2 separate regions of the Triticum aestivum genome follow, and region 1 is linked to region 2. A link is a contact called in public Hi-C data. All regions are on one chromosome and are shown on one strand. Each heading gives the region's core, a stretch centred on a gene start, on an enhancer-like site or on the middle of the called end of the contact. The rest is flanking DNA. Distances are from core to core; before and after follow the strand shown.

Region 1 (3,006 bases), core at 254-2,753, 270 kb after region 2:
CAACTCTCTCCTTCATGTTCTTCCCTTGTTGTTATCCAATTGCTCTTGATAATTTAATGATTCAACCAAATTTCATTGCAAAGCATACTGGACAGGGCTTTTCTTCTTTCAATGCAGTGTTAATTTGCGTTAAGTTGGAAATCCATTTATAATTCTTGTTGTTATAATTACACAAGTATTCTCTCATATTATATATTTTTCATTAACTAATGTTCATACAGAACACCATCTCAGCAACTAGACCTGATATAGTAGTAAGTTCTGATATTAGATGCAACAACATTGACATTGATAAATTGATCATGTTTTTAGTAGGACAATAAACTTGTCTAGCATTTCATTATGAATTATGAACTGTAGGCTCTCGGAATAGATGTATCCACTCCCTAAATTATTCTCGGCTTGGAACAAAAAGATTTTCCAAAGTTTGGAAATTGATGTCAAAACAACTGTACAAGCTATTCTTGAGGACCTGATTCTGTGGGCTCACCGCCTAAAGACGGAAGTCCTAAAGGAACACGCCGGGTTGTGGCGTGACTTCCTCTCCTCACGAATTTTGTGACCCTGTGAACTCTACCCTTATTGAAATATATTCAGGTGGGGAGCCTTTCCTCCCGGTAACCATTTAAAAAAAATCTCCGTGTGGTTTCTGAATCATACATCCTGACATGCATTGGCAACCATTATTCAACAGAATGCCTTTTTACTGAATATAGACAACTGAATGGATTAATGGCATGCTTAGTATCTTTTGGCATATGTAACGTGGGGAAGAAAATCAGTGTCTTTTGATAGGGATGGTAACCTGATTGTATGCACTTCGCAATTTTCTTTTGGCTTCCTGCTATTGCGTTTTAAGTTGTCTGCTAATACTTTTAAGGCTCTCTTACACACAATGTCAGATGCTATCTCGGGTACGACTGAGTAATCTCGGCTATACTTCAACCCAGACATTAACGAAGCAAATAACTTGATTATAAGGTAAATTCATGATTACCAATGCCTAGCTATGTTTTGATCTTGACTAACAGAAAGGTCAAAGGGTGCAATGTGCAGGTTCAAAGAGCTCCTGGCACTTTCTCCGACCAAAGAAGTCTTTCAAGCCAGATTTTTTTTTCAAGATAACAATAAAACATGGGAGCATCCATGTCCATGCATGGAACAGTACTCGAGATATAGAGTGCTATTGTCTTACATTTCTCAATATCCCTAGCTTTATTATCAGTATTCTGATCATCATTATATTTTGTTGGTACACAATTATAGTTTGTTTATTTTATTGATCTATTTTCTTCCTAGGATGATTGCGGATTGTTTTCACATGATGATACGCTTACTAGTTATGGCCAAATCGGTCAATTTGTGGCAGCTGTTTTCGTTTTCCACGCGAGGGCGAGGCGGGGACATCGCTGACACGGAACGTTCCCCCGCCCGGTGGGCGGCCGCTCCAGGCTGGCGCACAAGTGGGCCGCGCCGCGTCGGTCAAGCGATTGCGGAAAGAATTACTGGTTAACGCGGGCGCCATTTCCATATCAGATCGGATCCCACTCCATCGCTGGACGCGATCACGCGCGCCGAGGGACACAGAATCCGCCCCGCTCCTCAATACTCGGACTCCACGGCCAGCGTCCGTCCGTCCGTCGCAGGGAGAGAGAGAGAGACAGGGAGGGCGGGGGAGGGAGGCCAGATTCGGCGGGCGGGAGATGAGCGGGGCGGAGGAGGAGGCGGCGCATGCGGCCGGCCGGGGCGGGGGCGGGTCGTCGGGGAGCGGCGGCGGCGAGGGCCACCCGCGCCGGCGGTTCGACGACAAGAGCCTGGTGGCGCGCACGTCGCTCATCCTCTGGCACACGCACCAGAACGACGCGGCCGCCGTGCGCAAGCTGCTCGACGAGGACGGCACGCTCGTCAGCGCCCGCGACTACGACAGCCGCACGCCGCTCCACGTCGCCGCGCTCCACGGCTGGCAGGACGTCGCTGAGTGCCTCCTCGCCAAGGGCGCCGACGTCAACGCGCTCGACCGCTGGCAGAACACGGTGAGGCGATCCTTCCTCCTCCCCCCTTCCGCCTCGTCTGGTCGCTCCGCTTGTTGGTTGGATTCGGGTCATGATGCGGTCCGGGCTTCTTCGCGTGCTGAAATCGTTCGGGTTTGGCATTTGTGTTGAGCTCATATTGGCCCGTATTCCGATTGGATTTGGTTTCTTCCGTCATGAATTGAATTCGTCCTGATGATTATTCTCGAGGGAAAAACGATGAGCGTGAGCGTCTTGTTTGCACTTGAGCTTTTCATTCGTCTGATGTCGCTCGTGCCACCATCTGCCTTTGGGTACTTGGTTGGGAGCTCCGGCTGTGCTCCACGAAATTAGGATTACCACTGCGAATTGGCGGGGCTTGTCCTATATGATTAGTTGTTCAAATGCATCTGCAACGAGTTCGCTGTTGAATGCATATTTGCTTCGGAGGTTCTAGTTCCTGCTTGGTTATGTTTATGCTGCATGGTCGTGACTGTATGCTGCTTTTCATTCCAATTTCTAGTATTGTGATATTTGTCATAATTGCTCACGATGCTAACCTTTGGTTGATTTACAGCCACTTGCTGATGCAGAGGGTGCAAAGAGGCATGCTATGACCGAACTGCTCAAGAAGCATGGCGGGTTGACATTCGTAAGTAGCCATTCACTCGGGTTCGTTTCAATAGATTGTCTTGCTTATTCATTGCAAAGCTGTAGCGATGCTTAGTTTCAAACATTAGCTCAACATTTCTAAATTTGTAACATGGCACCAGGTAATTTCACCAGCAACTGTATGGTATGTAATTAGTGGGTGCGTTCCCCATATATTGCTCTGCAACTGTCTTTGTCATGTTTCTGAATTTGTATCCAGGGCACCTGGTCCCAAATATTGTTACCAGAAGTAGAAGTGGAGTCTTTGGATGTGTCAGTGTTGTTTGTGGAAAATGTTAGACGAGGTACAATGGATGATTCCGGTATCTTGCTGCTTTACACATGC
Region 2 (3,046 bases), core at 314-2,813:
TGTTAGTCCACATCGGCCCGGGAAAGTCGGACATCTTTTAAAGGATCATCAACTTTGGTTCAAGTTTTTTTGACACCAGAAAAAGGGCCTACAGGTATTTGGAATCAAACTCTATACACGGGAATGCATATGTATGTATCGCACGCAACATCACAGGATCTTACAAAAACAATCCTTTTGGAACGAATCCCCAACTCTACGGTCAGAAGGAAGAAAACACGAGCGAGCCTTCAGGCTTTGCTGTCTGCTCTCGTCACCGCCGCTCTGGACGCCGCCTTCTCCAGCCGGAACCTCCGGAAGTCGGCGACGAGGCCGACGTCCACGTCCCGCTTCATCCTCTCGGCAAGCGTCGACAGGACCTGCACGCCCCAAGCTTTCAGTTCCACATTCTCTCGGCGAGAACAGAGCAGAGATTTCGTTAGGCACAACACAAGGCGAGGCTTACCGACTCGGCGACGCCCCGGAGGACGGCCTCCGGCACGATCCGCATGGGCGGCGGGAGGGCGACGGTGATGGAGATCTCCAGGTGGCCCCTCAGCCGGCTGCCGCGCCGCTGCCCCCTGTCCGCGTACAGCGACCCCCGCACGCCCAGGTCGAAGCTCGCCGGCGTGTAGCCGCTGTCCAGCCCCCTCAGCTCCCACTCGGTCTGCATTCAGAGCCGAAACAAGAGCAGCACATTGTAAACCTGCAGTCGTGCGGATAGAGATAGAAAAGAATTGGTAGCGTGAGCAGGGAGGGGGAACTGGAAACGCACGATTCGGAGGTCGAGCCCGCCGGCGGCGCGGTTGCGCAGCTGCATCACGACGACGGGGCGCACGGTGATGAAGAGGAACTCCAGCGGCAGCATCTGGATCCTCCACTCCTCCTGCGCAACAAATAATCGATCGATTAGCCGCAACGCCACCGTCGAACGACACCTGCTCTCTTCGGGGACAGGATAGATTCAATAATCGATTCAGTTACATCGCTGAGCTGCTGGCTCCGGCTCTCGTCGGGGAACATGGCGCGGAACACGCGGGGCCGGTCCTGGAGGTACTCGTCGAACGACACCTGCAGGCAGAACAGAACCCGTCCGCGCACGCGCGATGAATCAATCAATCAATTCGAGCCGTGATTCCATCGAATTCCAAACCCAGAATGCGGAGATCGATCGATGTCAGCGCTTACCCCCGGGGGCTCGTAGAGGGGCATGTCGGTGTCGATGCTGGAGGAGTAGGTGACGGCGTCCGGCGAGGTGGACGACGCTGCCCCAGCCTCCGCCGCCCGGGCCGTGGTCGAGACGGCGTGCCGCGGCGGCCTCGACTGAGGGGGAGCCGAGCAGACCAGCGCTCTCACGGGCGGCGCGGAGGCGGTGGGGCGGCTGGTGCCGCGATTCGCGGCAGGCAGCGGCCGCGGCCGGTGGACCGTGTTCGAGGCCGCGGCGGCCATGGCCGGCTGTAGTGCCGTGCCCATGCCCATGGCTGAGGTCGGCACGCGGCAACGGAGACCACTCCTTTTCCCCGTGTGACGGGGTAGGGGGAGTAGGGACAAGCGGTGGCCGATGACCCTGGTGACATCCTGATCGGGCCACTGGAAACTCGAATGACGGGAGCACCTTTCTTTCTGGTTAGTGGCCGTGACGTACTCCCTCCGGTCCTTTTTACTCCACATATTAGATTTGGATCAAGTTAAACTTTGCAAAGTTTGATCAAATATATATTAAAAAATATCAATATCTACCATATCAAATATATATCACATGAAACTACATTTCGTAATGAATCTAACAAAATTGATTTGGCATCATAAATGTTACTATTTTTTTCTATAAATTCGGTTAAAGTAGAGATACTTTGACTTCAGACAAAGCTTATATGCAGACTAAAAAGGACCGGAGGGAGTACATGGATGCCTCGGTCCATTCGGATGTTTTTCCTGGGTGTTTGGTTTGAACCTTTTTTCAGAAAATGCAGTCTAACGATTTTTAAAAATAAAATAAAAACACAATAAGAAAAGTAAACAATCATATACCCAACGACACTCGCCCTTATGAACGTGCGTACTTAGTTTCAATCCCTGGGAGATTGAGCCGACAGATCTTAAGATTACTGAAGTTGTTATAATAGATACTAGCAAAATGGTCCATGTATTGCAACGGGAGAAAAAATATAATCATAATATCCGATGGCCATGACCAAGCATCACCGAGATACACCATCACTCTCAAATTCGTGAGATCATGAATAATTTTTGAAATCACAATTTTTTTAAAAAAAAACTGTGCAAATATTTGGAATTGTGAACATTTTTTAATTCATGAAAACTTTTATAAAATTTGAATATTTCTAAAATCAAGAATATTTTTGAATTCATGAACATTCAGACTATTTGCAAACATTTTTTAAAAATTGTGAACATTTTTCTAAAAACATTTTTCTTGAATCGACAAACATTTCTAGAATCGACGAACATTTTTTATAAAATTGGTGGAACATATTTTGGAATTCACGAACATTTTTTATTTAATGAACATTTTTTGAAATGCATGATCATTTTTAAAATCAGCCAATACTTTATGAATGAATAAACTATTTTTTAAGTCACAAACAATTTTTGAATTTTTGGCATATTTTCCATTCATGAACATTTTTTGAATTGACGAAAAAAATTCAATGTCATTAATAATTTTTTTAATACACAAACTTTTTAAAAAATCATGAACATTTTTAGATTTCCCAACATATGTTTTCAAAATTTCGACCATTTTCTGAATAAGCAAATATATTTTTACAAAATCATGAAGAATTTCTGAATCCACAAACATTTTATGATTTATTAACGAATTATTTCAAAATTTTCATTTCTAAAATTTTGGAACTTTTTAAGTCCCGAATAATTTAAGGTAGAAAATAAAAAGGAAACGAAAAAAATAAAAATTAAAAATTAAAAAACAGGGCGCCCGGACATGGGCCGACCCAAACAGGTGCACTGTGATTTCTCCCGGCGCACAGAGCACACACGGTATAGGAGGTCCCTACTACATGGGCCGGCTTGGTGACAGCACGCG

Evidence for each region. Hi-C and Micro-C count contacts between places; a contact is called where the count stands out from the background.
Region 1: a Hi-C map of leaf shows a contact between it and region 2, with 3 times the contacts expected there. The contact joins the promoter of LOC123187848 here to the promoter of LOC123184944 in region 2. A contact is called at or near these places in 3 of 5 Hi-C or Micro-C datasets (all in leaf).

The regions. Positions count from the first base shown.
Region 1 is chr2A:107,355,777-107,358,782 of IWGSC CS RefSeq v2.1, forward strand. It overlaps LOC123187848 (integrin-linked protein kinase 1), which reads left to right and starts at 1,504. Exons shown (of 11, transcript XM_044599810.1): 1 at 1,504-2,033; 2 at 2,587-2,661. The coding sequence starts at 1,704.
Region 2 is chr2A:107,089,871-107,092,916 of IWGSC CS RefSeq v2.1, forward strand. LOC123184944 reads right to left here and starts at 1,564. Exons shown (of 5, transcript XM_044596974.1): 1 at 1,168-1,564; 2 at 964-1,050; 3 at 755-865; 4 at 446-646; 5 at 3-359. The coding sequence starts at 1,458. The coding sequence ends at 231.